2 separate regions of the Macaca mulatta genome follow, and region 1 is linked to region 2. The links are chromatin contacts, called in public Hi-C maps. All regions are on one chromosome and are shown on one strand. The core of a region is the stretch at or near the end of the contact, and the rest is flanking DNA. Distances in the headings are between cores, read along the strand shown. Region 1 holds the start of PRKCE (protein kinase C epsilon). Region 2 overlaps PRKCE (protein kinase C epsilon).

Region 1 (7,024 bases), core at 3,392-5,891, 280 kb after region 2:
TATATAGATCTATATTTTTATATACCCTCCCTTAGTGATTCTTATGTACATGAAAGTCTGAGTAGTGTTATTAACTGGTTCTTGGAAAACCCAGCTATACCAATAGTGTTATAATAGATTTTACTTCAAAGCATCAGCACGATCTTTCCTTCTCTGTAATGAGCTTTCTCTAAAGCAACGCCCTTTGTCAACACAACTGAAACATCTCTCATTATCTGGAGAATAATCATCTCGGCTTGGCTTTTACGCATTCTAGAATTCACCTCAGTTTTCTAAACTTTCTCCTACTCCAATGTTTCAAAAGTGTGGGCTCCACATCACCAATGATGTTCAGAGGCACCTGGAATGAACTTCGTTCTGCATTGTAGAGCCCTGTTTATTTTAATGTGAATGAAGAAAAGTTATAACTACATGTTCCAAACCTGTGATTTCATGAACAGTGGCGCTTAAGAAAAGACTAAGTGGAAAATAAAAGGATCCATTTTTTAAATATTAAGTAAATAAAAGCACAGGCAGTACTCAGATAAAAGTCTTAAATTTGGGAAACCTTGTCCTACCCACTCCTTTCTGACAGGTACACTCAGTTTCCGCCCTGCTCATCCGTTCTCCGACCCTGACCACAGGATTGTCTGCCTTTATTCCTGCGGTGGCCATGCCAGGAACACTGCTCCTTCTTGTAGATACGTCTTTAAATATAACCTACTGTTTCACACCCAACTCATGCCTCCTTCCAAAAGCCCTCCTGGATTCTTCCAGTTCTCCCTACCTTTTTTTTTTTTTTTTTTTTTTTTTTTTTCGAGACAGGGTATCACTCTGTCACCCAGGCTGGAATGCAGTAGCCTGATGGTCAGATCATAGCTCACTGCAGCCTTGAACTCCTGGGCTCAAGTAATCCTCCCACCTCGGCCTCCTGAGTAGCTGTGACTACAGGCACACACCACACCATAGGTCCAGACTTGGCTAATTTTTAAGTTTTTTTTTTAGCTATAGAGTCTTACTATATTGCCCAGGCTGATCTTGAACTCCTGGGCTCAAACAGTCCTCCCAGCTCAGTCTCCCGAGTAGTGGGGACTGCAGGCGTGAGCCACAGTGCCTAGCTCACACTCCCTTTTTAAATTCTTAACATACTAATGGTACCACCTGTGTGGAACCTAATTGTTAGTTTAGTGTCTATATCAGGGTGTCCAACTTTTGGCCTCCCTGGGCCACACTGGAAGAATTGTCTTGGGCCACACATAAAATATACTAACACTAATGATAGCTGATAAGCTAAAAAAAAAAAAATGCAAAAAAACTTATAATGTTTTAAGAATGTTTACAAATTTGTGTTGGGCTGCATTCAAAGCCATCCTGGGCCACATGCGGCCCACAGGCCATGGGTTAGACAAGCTTGATGTATATGTGGATACTTGGTGTCAATTCCTTAGTGAAATGGAAGCCCCCTGAGAGTAACCCAGGGCCTCATTTTCCTCTGGATTGCCCACAGTACGAAGCTTCCCTGGTTAGACATGAGCACAAAACAGGAACTCCAGGAATACAAGTGAATTCAAAGTGCAGTTGAATTTGATGTTCCGCAGCAATGAGAGAAGCGGCTGCTTCATGCTGTCCACACCCCCTTACTTCAGGCCAGATCTCTTAGCCACACCTGAGAAGGGTGTGTCTCTTCATTCCTGCCAGGTAAGGAGTGCAGAGACCTGAGCCCAGGGAATTCTACCCAAAGCTATGAACCCGTGGGTTTACCCTGAATGTTAAGACTGGGAAAGGTGAACTTAGCCCAGTTGCAACTTGTCTCCATTTCCAAGGGCCAGTTACCCCTACCAGTGAGTCCCCACCTTCAGCCTGGAAGAACCAGAGTGGCCACAACATCCTCTGGTGAAAACAGATGGGCATTCTGTACCTGCTCCACCACTTGATTCACCCTTGAGACTTTGGGCTTCTCTATCTCAAGTTTTTTAGTTTGTCCAACACCTGCCATACCTAATTCACACTTGCTATAAGGCAAAAGAGATGAAGTTATCAAGCACAATAAAAATGTCGGGGACACAGCTCATGGATCTGCAGGGAGAACAGGCTGGGAGGCCAGATGGACAGGCTCGGCTCCCCATCAGACAAGCCATGGGCAACAGGAGGTGAGGGCCCTACTTCCAACCCACCTTTGCTTGTCACGTGACCCTCGGTCCCCAATTAACTTTTCTGGAACTCAACGTCCTCATCTGTAAAACTTGCCTGTGCACTAAATGATCTGGTCTAGGGCCAAATCCAACATGAATTTGAGAACCTTAGAGGATGATCACCAAACAAGTTCCCACTGCATGCTTCACTAGGAGTGATGAAGGTGGGGACAGTGTCCTGAAGCTCCCAGAGTTTGTGGTGTGCCCCAGCAAAACATCACCAGAGATACAAAGACGCTCTCCCTCCAACCAACATCTGTTCTATGGATAAATGCAGACCTGCTGCTCCTTGTCCCTGTTTTCTGCCCCACTGTCAAAGCCCCTCAACTGCATACACTGCAAAAGGCCCCCATCTCCTAGCTACCAGCGTCAAGTTTTTTCCATCCCCTTCCTGTCCAAAAACAACAACTCCAAAATCACAGGTTTTCAGTGTCAAGGTTTGCCTCTGAAATGAGTTAGCCCTTCCACTCCCCCTCTCACATGCACTGCCTCCATGAGGAAAGAGCCCAAAGGCCATGCATGGAAAGGAAATGGGGAATGAGTGGGAGCTCTGTTGTGGGGGCTGAGGGAAGCAGAGATGAGGGACATCTGTGAAGTAGAATAGAATGGCATGGAGTTCTCAGGATTCCATAAAGGTTTGCCTGCTTTCCAAAGTGCAAACCACAAATCTAGAGTTCTACGCATGTGGCTTGTTGGAGCTTTCCTGTGAAACCGTAACCATGGTTTCAGGCAGACTACATCACAGCCATGAGCATAAAAACAACAGGCTCTCTCCTATTTTTCCCTAAAACTCCGTGTCCTTGAAAAAAATGTGTAAGGTGATATGCCAAGGTGATTCATGTGCACCCTCTGACCTCTAGGACATTCATGAAGTTATCTGGTTTTCAACAGAAAGCAATTGCTCTACACCACTTTTGAGGCTTAGATAGCTCTCTCACTTTTTCCGTAGACCAAAGAACCCCGAAAGCATATACCTCCAGAGGAACGCTTGCACTTGCTCTTGGTGGAAACATGTAACAAACCTGAAAACACAAAAATCCATGTCCTAAATTAATACCTTCCTTCCAAGAAGAGCAAAAGAAAACCAAAAAAAAAAACCCAAAAACAAATACAAAAAGCAAAACGAAGGTTTCCTTCTCTTCGCTTGTCCAAGTGCCAAGGTTGGATGCATTTGGTTTATAGTAGATTGAGACAAGACCTATTTCCAAATCCTTAATAGTTTCACAATGAAATCAATTAACAACTCAATCTCAGGCTTAGAAATCGTCTTTTATTGCACAGTATCTTAACAATCAAAACAGAGAAACAATATAACTTTAAATAAGATTCAAAGCGCTGACTTCCAATTACCCACAGGCAGAACCCTTCTTAAAATGCAACATTCATTCTGCATGGATGGGCAATGAATTGGACAAAACAAGCCCAACTGATGTTTCTGGGACCGTAGAGGAGACATCCTGGAGAACACATTTTTTCTACTCGTATGTCAGAAGATGAGCTAACCACCATGCAGGAGAACAGAAACAAGCCAGCTCCCTCTCGGAGGGAAAAATAAAGCAACTCCTCGCTCGGCTAAGCAGGACAAAGCCAGGACGTGCAAGAAGCCTTCAGTCAAAGGCTCCACGTGCCTTTCCAAGGACGGAGGGACCCACCCACACACAATCACACACAGCCAGCCCACCACGCGCCTGCGGAAGAAAGCCGGGTCCTCGGCCAACCTTCAGCACCGGCGGCCCAGGCTCTCCCAGTTTGCAAACCTCCCGCAGCACCCACCATCTGGAGGGCACAGAGGGGGCAGAGGGCCACATCCTCTTTCCAAGTCTCATCTTCCTCGCCAGTGCCTGTTTCTCCCCAGCTATGAAGTGAAGTGCACCTCCTCAAGGAAACTGAGATTTACAGACACACACACACACCCCAGTCGTCAATAAGTCCCGGACCCCTACGATCAAGGCCAGCGAGTCTTTCCCCGGGACCCCACAACCGGGTTCCCGGACCGACGTGGAGGCGCCGAACTCACCCAGTCCTCGAAGTGGCGGCTCCCGTTCTGCAGCAGCTCCTCAAACTGGATGGTGCAGTTGGCCACGAAGTCGTCGTAGCCTATGGGGGCATCGTGAAAGACAGCCAGCTCGATCTTGCGCCCGTTGCACACATCGGTGACGAACTCGTCGTGCCAGGCCGGGCTGTTGGTCTTCTGCTTGGTGGCCGTTTGGCCAATGCGCGAGTCGTCCACATTGAGAGCAATGTAGGGGTCGAGAAGGAAAGTCTGCGGCCGGGGTCCCACCGCATGGCGCAGCGACCAGGCTGTGGGCTTCAAGCTCACGGCCTCGCAGATTTTGATCTTAAGAAGGCCATTGAACACTACCATGGTCGGGGCGGGGAGTGGGGGCCGGGGTCACTCCGTCTGCCCCGAGGGCAGGAATGAAGAACCGACGGCCCGCTCCGAGCCACAGGGACTCCTGGGTCCCCTTTCGCCCCACCCCACACACTCCCTACACCTTGTGGCGTTGCGCCCTGGCGCGGGCGAGTCTCAGCCAGTGCATGTATTTCCTCGCCGGGTTCCTAACGGAAAACAGGGAGGGGGGAGAGCTGGGGAATGTCCGTGTTTGGAGCAAGTCTCTCCCCGCGACCACCAGCTGCACCTCCAGAAGAGAAGACGAGCTGTCGGCTCCGCTGCAAGCCGCAGGGGCTGCCTTGCCGCCTCGCTGGCTCTCCGACTCCGGGCTGCGGGAAAGCGGGCGCCGCGCCCGGCGTTTACCTACCTTTCCGAAACATAATCCCGGGAAATTTCGACTCCGGGAGGGGGATGGGGCGGTGGGACGGGGCGGGGACGAGAACCGGGGGCGCAGATTTCAACCCGGATCCTCTTCGCACACTCAGCGCCTGCCTCTGGCCGCGCGGGGCGGGGGGTGGACGGAGGGATGTTCAGTTTATCCGGAGGGATGCATGTCGAGAGGAAATGGTCCCCCTCGGAGCCAAATTTTTAAAAATCCACAAGCCCCACGACCAGCCGGGGCCGCCGCCTCCTGGGCGAAGCAGCGCCGCGCCGGAGTCGGCGATCGGGAGGCGCCAGGAGCCCGGAATCTCACATCCGCGCCGGCTCGGAGTCCGGGCGGCCGCCGATCCGGCTCGGGGGCGCAGGCCAGCACCCGGCGGTGCGCAGCGCGGCGGCGGGGCCGGGACTGCGACTCAGCGCGGCCCCACCTCCTGGGCGCCGGCGCCCGCCCGCCGCGCTCCCCGCGTCCCAGCTCTCGGCTGCCGCTCGCTCGCCGCCCGCCAGCCCGCGCTCCCCCGCGGTCTCCTCTCCCTCGGTCGGTGTGCGAGCGAGTCTCCCTCCCTCTAATGCAGGAAATGCGCAAAAGACGTCAGTGTGTGTGAGTGTGTGTGTGAGTGTGTGTGCACGCGCGCGCGCGCACGGCAGTGTTTGGGGAAATAGAAAGTTTTGCCGGTTGGGGGAGCAATACGGAAAAAGTGAGCCGAAGAGAGAACCGTGGAGAGCGGGCGAGGCTGCCCGGGGTCGCGGCGGCGGGCGGGGGAACCTGGGGAGGACCCCGCGCGGGACCCGCGGGAGCGGCGGCGCTGGGCTGGGTGCGCGTGCCGGGGGCCGTGGATGGCCACGGATGGGCCCCGCCGGGCCGCGCATCTCTCGGGGACCCTGCGGTCAACACTGTCTTTTAGAGCCGGGGATGGGGGAGTGGAGGGAGCCCTGTTGCCCCAGAGGCCTCGGGACCCTCGCCCTGACCACCGCCACTCGGGCGGCGGCTGGCAGGAGCAGCTTGCGGAGTTCTGGCCCATCTGTCACTCTGTCCCGGGACGCTGTGATCCACGGTGGTGGGGGAGGGGGGAGAGGGAGGGACAAGCATGGCTCTGGTGAGGTTTTAAACTCTATTCTTCTCTCTTGCCTTTCTTTGGGGACATTCTCCCCTTTGGGATCTGTCCTGGACTTCGCAGGCTGCAAGAACTTGTTGACAAGCGAAAACTCGGTAGAGCCCCGGCTTGGTTTGTGTTCTATTTTTTGCAAAGTGACTGTTCCTATTTGCTCTGGGCCTTATCGGTGCCCCTTTGGGGGACTTCGGCTCTGATCAGCGCGCTGACAGCCGCCGTCAGGACTGCGGGAAAACGGGGCGCGCCCTCTGAGGAGTGAGTGGCTGTGTCCATGCTAATTTCCTCCGTAACCTTTAAACTCTCGCTGGAAGCCGCCGCTGCGGCTGGTCACGTGAGGCGAGTCCTGGGCTGCTGGGGAAAAATTTCCTCGGCGGGGAGCCGGGACGGGGCCGGCGGCCGGTGAGGGACTGCCCCGCGCCCAAGACTGGGAACCTGGGAGGGCAGGGCCCGGAGCGCGGGGCCCCGGGGCGCGGCCCGGCTGGGACACCCGCGAAGACGGCGGCGGGTAAGAGGTCGGCTCCGCAGCCGGGGAGCTGGGGGTTATGCAAGTGGGGAAAGAAAACCTCCGCCCTCGCCCTTCTGCCAAGTCAAGTCTGGGAATTTGTAGGTATTGTGGTAAGCTGAGTGTTCATCTGGCGGGTCTGGTTAGTGTAAACCAAAATTTAAAACGCGCCTCCCGATCACTTTTTCCTCAGTGGATAAAGGTTATCATTGCCTGTGGCTTAAAAGCTTAAAAAGGCTTAAACGCGAGGAAGGAGGCAGTCCTCTGGAAAAACAGGATATCAAGTGCAGCAAACAGGTCCCAAAAATGATCAGAAAAGTCCCACGGCCATCTTCTATGCCTGCAACCGCTCTGGAGCTTCCTAATACAGTAATTTCTCGCAGCCTGCCCTGTTGAACAGGGCAGCTGGGTAGAGATGGTGCTAAGATTCAGTCTTCCGTACGATCTAGGTAGCTCCGATGTAAAGAGC
Region 2 (6,595 bases), core at 3,675-6,174:
GCTGGGATTACAGGCATGAGCCACCATGCCTGGCCAACGGTAATTTTATAGGAAATTTATCTTTTACTTTTTCCATCACATTCAACTTAGTCTTAATAGAAACTTTTTTTCACACTCATCTCAAATAAGATTTAATTAAAATTATTTATTACAATAAGAACAAATACAAGTGGTTTTTGGTAAACACACAACTACTGGTGGGGACAGAAGCGCAGAGTGGGAGTACAGCGTTAGCTGCTCCACTGTGGCTGTGAGCTTTCAAGTGTGCCCTGAGCGTGTGTCAGAGAGAATGGGAGACAGAGTTCATTTGGCAAGTTGGTGACAGCAGAGGTCAGTTAGGAGACTACCTCTGGAACTTTGGTGGAAATCTTCGAAAAGTCACAGGCTCAGTGTTTATGATACAGCCAAATTCACTGGATAAAATTCATATGCAACTCTTTAGAAAAACATGATGCCTGAAGCCAGGAGTACCTGCACGTATGTTTGCTCCCACCAGTCCTCTGATCCTGTTACCAATTTAACACGATTTTACTACAGCGCTGCCCAAATCCTCTGATTGTGCTATAAGCAGCCTAGTTCCCCTAGGGTCAACATAACTATCCCCAGTTACAAAGGCAGGCATATGAGGTGAAAGGTAAAACAAAACTTTTGGAAGAAGTCATAGGTGAACATCCTTAAGACCTTCAGGTAGGCAGCATGTTTTTGAATGGAATACAAAAAGGTCAAACCATAAAGAAAATAATTAATAAATTGATACATTCCTCAGGGACTTCTGTTCATCAAAAGATCCTCTTAAGGAGCTATAAAGGAAGCCACAGACAAGAAGGTACTTGCAATTCATATACTTCACAAAGACTCATATCCAAAATCTATGAAAACCTCCTAAAAATCAATTTTTTTAAAGCAGACAATCCAACAGAAAAATGGGCAAAAGACTTGAGTAGGCACTTGTAAGAGAGGATATCCAAATAGATGATACACATATAAAAAGGCACTCAAGAGCAATGCAAAGACATCAGGGAAAGGCAAATTAAAATCAGAATAAAATCAAAGAATGGTGGATACACAGAATGTGGCATATATTATAGATATAATGGAATACTATTCAGACTTAAAATTCTAACACGTGCTACAACATGGGATGAGCCTTGAAGACATTGAGCTAGGTGAAATAAGCCAGTCACAGAAAGAAATACTGCCGGATTCCACTTATATGAAGTACATAGTCAAATTCATGGAGACAAAGTAGCATGACAATTGCCAGGGTCTGGGGGAAGTAGAGAGTTAGTGTTTCATGGGTACGGAATTTCAACTTGGAAAGACGAAAAATGTTTTGGAGATGGATAATGGTCACGGTTGTCCAGTAATGTAAACACACTAAATGCCACTGAACTGTACACTGAAAATGGTAAATTTAATATTTTGTATATTTTATCACAAAAAAAAGATACAATAAAACATACCCACCAGAACAGCTAAATTTGGAAAAGAGATGAATAATTCCAATTTTGGCAGGGTTGTGAAGCAACTAGAACTCTCAGACTGTTGGTGGGAGTGTAAATTTGTACAGTCATTCTGGAACACGGACTGTATCTACTGAGGCTGAGCAGCTGCAACCCATGACTCAGCAATGCTACTCCTAGGTATGCACTCAATGCCACTGTGTACATTTGTTCACCAGAAGACATGAACTAAAATGTTCATAGTTGCACTATTCGTACTACCTCTAAACTGGAAACAAGCGCATGTCCATCAGTTGTAGAACGGATATATTCCCACAATGGACTAGTCTACAGCAATGAAAATGAATAAACTACACGAAAAAACATGGATGAATCTCAGAAACCTAATGTTGAATGAAAACCCAGACACAAGAGTATACGCTGTATGAATCCATATAGAGTTCAAAACCAAGTAAAACTATTCCATGTTCTTGAGGGGTAGTGAGCAGAAGAGAGGATGGAGTGGGCTGGTCATGTTCCCTTTCTCCATCTGGATGCTGGTCACCCAGCATCTTAAAAATTCAGTCCGCGGCCGGGTGTGGTGGCTCATGCTTGTAATCCCAGCACTGGGATTGGGAGGCTGAGGCAGGCAGGTCACCTGAGGGCAGGAGTTTGAGACTGGCCTGGCCAACATGGTAAAACCCTGTCTCTACTAAAAATACAAAAATTAGCTGAGTGTGGCAGCGGGCGCCTGTAGTCCCAGCTATTTGGGGGGCTGAGGCATGAGAATCGTTTGAACCCGGGAGGCAAAGGCTGCAGTGAGCTGAGATCACGCCACTGCACTCCAGCCTGGGTGACAGAGCGAGACTCTGTCTCAAAAACAAAAACAAAAACAAAAACAAAAAAACCCAAAAAAAACCCTAAGTCAGCTGTATACTCACTAGCCATGCATTTTTCTGTATCTATGTTACTTTAATGAAAAAGTTGGCAGAATCAGTCATATGCAGCACTACATACGAAGTGTTCAATTGTAGAACATTTGGAGCACCAGCAGTGGTGGGAAGTTAAGCCCCAATGGAATGGTGAAGCAAAAGAATGCATGTTGCTCCAACTAGAGTAATTTACCATCAGGGGGTTGTTTAGGGAGTGGGAAAAATCTAGGTCAACGAGCTGATGACACTAGAAGGTGTTGTTAGAGCATTTACCACCTATGTCATTCATTCTGGCATCTAATCACATGGAGCCTTGTTTTCTTATTTAAATGTCTGAGGAATGTTCACCTTAACTCTAAGCTCCCTGAAAGCAGGGACTCTGGGATGGTTTCTCTAGCATAAATCACGGCATTAAGCACAGAGCCAGGCATGTCATAAATCACGAAACCATTTGTTTAATAACAATACACCATAATACCAGAATTACAGAACAATAAATTAAATGTGTTATCAGAGTGCAAGGACTTAACAGAAATACTAAAATATCAATCCAGAGGCAATCTTAAACAAAGAACTTAGACTTTGAAGCATGACGGATCCTGGGCAAGTCACGTAATGTTATTGGCCTCTGCTTTGCAACCTGAAAATGGGGACAGTAGTGACCTTATAGAGTTGGTACAAGGATGAAATAAATTATAGGAGAAAATGAGGATCAGAGACACGATTATGTCCCCAGCAGCGCCACACCAGTAGGGTAAGTTACCTTCTCCTAAACCCGGTATACAATCTGACCCTGAGCAGAGAAGAATCTGACTACTTCTCCCTGCTTCTCATCTCCTCGAAACTTCCTAAAGCCAACTCTTAGAGGGACTGCACATCAAGCCTTTCTGATCTGACACCTGGAATCCCTTAAGTCTGACTCAGATGTATGGCTGCAATGTCAAACAAACAACAGATGCATTAAGTGGATTCTAGGTGCAATAAATCATGCAAGCGATGGTGATCTGTTCCCAGTCAGGAGGCAGCAGAGTTCATTATGAGTAACTGCAGCTGTCATGCCCTCCACAGACAAAGGACAGGCATTCCAGTTGGAAGGTGGACACCCACAGCCCTCCTTGGATTTGCCTGTGTATGTGTGAAGCTTCCTCCCCCACCAGTGGGAGGCATGGTGGTGACTGGGCAGGGCCTGATTCTGGAGACATGCTTTATGTTTGTAAGATTTATTAAGCATCCAACATGAGCCACCAGGCACTTTCCTGGATCTGCCACTAGCTAATTATAATTGTGGTCAAGTTTTCTGAACTCCCTAGGACTTCTTCATTTTTAAACTGGTAAGTAGTAACAGGCCATCTCTTAATCACTTATCAACCTGTGATACTCTAATCCATGTGCTTTCCAAACACCAAAGTTAGCCTTCCTCTATTTCTAATTCACTCCATGACATCTTGTTCTGCTATCTTTAGAATGCTCATGTCCTCATTTGTGGGGTGTCGCACAGAACAGTAATCAGGTGACTGAGATGGATGGAGGCGTCATCTGACTGCCAAAGGAAACCAACATCAGATTTGAATAATGAGAGCAGGGTTCATTTCTCACACTATATTTTCAGAAACCACAATATGCCACCTTTGGTTTGTCCATTCATTGATTCACTGAAAGATTCATGTACTCTATAAGCATATATTTGGTGCCATCTTGGCCCAGGGACTATGCTGGGCGTTAGAGAAATTTGACAGTGGGTTAGGCCAAGGCCCTGCCCTCGAGATGCTCATTCTCTACAGGAAATGTAGACACTGAACATGAACCATCCACAATATGGCACTAAAAGGGAGGATTGAGCATATCATAGGTAGAGGAAGAAAACACAATAAAAGTATGAAAGATGGAAGAGAAGGATTAGAGAAAATTATATGACGTGAGGTCCTGGGGGGTGGGGGGAAGATGCGGATGGAACAGGAAGAAGACAGTATTCCCTGCAATGTTTACAAAAATCCCCAATGGTAACCAATTTCCAGGGCAATAAGAACCTTTGATAATATGAGTTTTCTAAGTTTTTAGCTTTGGAAGAAATCAAGAGTGGGAGCTTAATTAGCATCTTAACACCCAGCCACCCACCTAGACACTGCCTCCTTCTACCCTGAAGGGGCAACGGTTTCCTGCATCTTTTCTTTCATGCTCCCTTAGTCTCGGTTTCTGCTGCCTGAACTCAGTCCTGTGGGGAATAAATGGGAATTAAACACGGTTAAAAAGCCACAAAATGGAGAGTACGCACAAGAGTAAAATTATTTATATATGGGCATCTTCCGCTGGGAGGAATGGCTCCGCTATCGCTCTTTCGTGTCTCAGATTAAGACTAAAGCACAACTCATTTTTCCCTTTTCCATTCCAATTAGCTGCATATTTTTAGCACGTGTTATATAAGGCTCATCTGCCCAAATCCGTTGGCTTGGGGCCTTTCTTTCCTTTCATTTCACTGGTAGATTGACCCGCGTGGTAGGATGACGAGCAGATCATGACAAGTCTGTAAATAGCCTGCCAGAGGAGGGGTGGATGGGAAGAGAGCTCTCGAGATGAAGTGAGGGTTTGTATTTGGCATGCCAAGGCTAAATCCATCCCTTCTAAAAGGGGAAAGAAGAAAGAACGCACAATTCCAAATTGAACTGTGGCACAGCTAATAGGAAAAGGCTGCTCCCGCCTACAATAAGCACAACTCAGACAGGTGGAGCTCAGCACTGACAGAGGGGCCCCCAGACTCCCAGCCTCAGGGTACAAAAGGCTCCAGGTGCTCCATCACCTGCAGAATAGTCTAATTCTGGTTGTGCATGGATTATGTGCATACATTACATGCATGAACTGCAGACCTTTCTAGGAAAAAAAAAAGTTCATCCATACTATTAGTGGGGGGCAGGAAAAAGCATGAAGGTCTGAGGAAGGCTTGCCTTAACCTCATCTCTGTCTCAATTCTTGCCATTCTAGCAAAGATGCTTTGGCATCCTTATGTTAAAAATATCTACCATTACTTTTACACACATTGTTGTGGAAGGACTAAAATGAAACAGTATGTTCAGAGAAGTATAAAGTTATGGGCCGGGCACAATGGCTCACGCCTGTAATCCTAGCACTTTGGGAAGCCGAGATGGGCAGAATCGCCTGAGCTCAGGAGTTAGAGACCAGCCTGGGCAACGTGGCGAAATCCCATCTCTACTAAAAATACAAAAAATTAGCTGGGCATGGTGATGCACGCCTGTAATCCCAGCTACTCGGGAGGCTGAGGCATGAGAATTGCTTGAATCCGGGAGGCGGAGGTTGCAGTGAGTTGAGATGGCGCCACTGCACTCCAGCCTGGGCAATAGAGGGAGATTCTATCTCAAAAAGAAGTATCAAGTTATATTCAAATGTAAAGCATTATAGCTTTGAATCTGAACTGTACCCATAGTCACATACCACAAGCAAAATTTGTAGAGGTCACTGGGACTCAGCCACCTCTTTCCATAGATTACAACACAGAATAAGTTCTTCTAGAACCAGTTTCTTATAGAACTAAAGCCTAGGAAAGCTTGGAGGGAGGAGAAAGGGCATCCTCAAAGTCAAGGAGTTTAGCGCTAGGGGTACTATCTTAGAGCCCAAAAGAACATACAATATAGCCAGATACTCTTCCTCAGCCCTGGGTTCATCAAAGGTAAGTCTACGGACTTACCTTTGGTACTTACCTTTGGTCTTCCAGTACCACCCAGGCCCTCCCACCCTCTCCTGCCTCCATGAGTGAAGGCTACAGTCACTTAGAAACGCACACATGTGCACAAAGCCTTGGGTATCTCAAAGACTATTTGAAGTCACTGTGGAAAAGTTATTCTAGAGCTAAGGAAAAATAAAGATATATTTTTTTCTCCGCACACATCAGCAGCTAGCAATTATGTGTTTATCTATTTAATGAGAAAACAAATATTCAAATCCACTGCAGGAGAGAGTATCAGCCTCTATGAGAGAGATTTTACTTCCTGCTGATTTACAGTTCTGGAGACGAAATCCTCTCTTTCTCTAATTCTCCTTAGCCTGGGCTGCAGAATCAAATAATATGCCAGGCTGCATAATCTCTGGATCAGCAGTACAGACTGGCCCAGAGGTTTGGTCCTGGGGCATGGTAGGCAGTTACGGACCTTGGACTCAGGCAGACCTGGATGCCCGTGGCTTTATTATGAGACATTGAGGGAGGTACCTCTT

What was found. A called contact is a pair of places that touch in the nucleus more often than the background predicts.
Region 1: a Hi-C map of fetal cortical plate shows a contact between it and region 2, with 2.8 times the contacts expected there. The contact joins the promoter of PRKCE here to the enhancer-like site in region 2. A contact is called at or near these places in 7 of 14 Hi-C or Micro-C datasets (blood, cortical neurons, fetal cortex germinal zone and 4 more).

Annotation. Positions count from the first base shown.
Region 1 is chr13:79,189,673-79,196,696 of T2T-MMU8v2.0, forward strand. It overlaps PRKCE (protein kinase C epsilon), which reads right to left and starts at 4,642. Exons shown (of 15, transcript NM_001257741.1): 1 at 4,189-4,642. The coding sequence starts at 4,536.
Region 2 is chr13:78,912,632-78,919,226 of T2T-MMU8v2.0, forward strand. All of the region lies in intron 2 of PRKCE (protein kinase C epsilon), which reads right to left. Among named protein-coding and RNA genes, the nearest start is that of PRKCE, 280 kb to the right of the region's middle. Within about 2 kb of position 4,925, at least 9 of the 40 cell types and tissues checked have an H3K27ac peak or open chromatin away from gene starts, as enhancers often do. A contact at or near this core is called in fetal cortical plate, where this site is marked.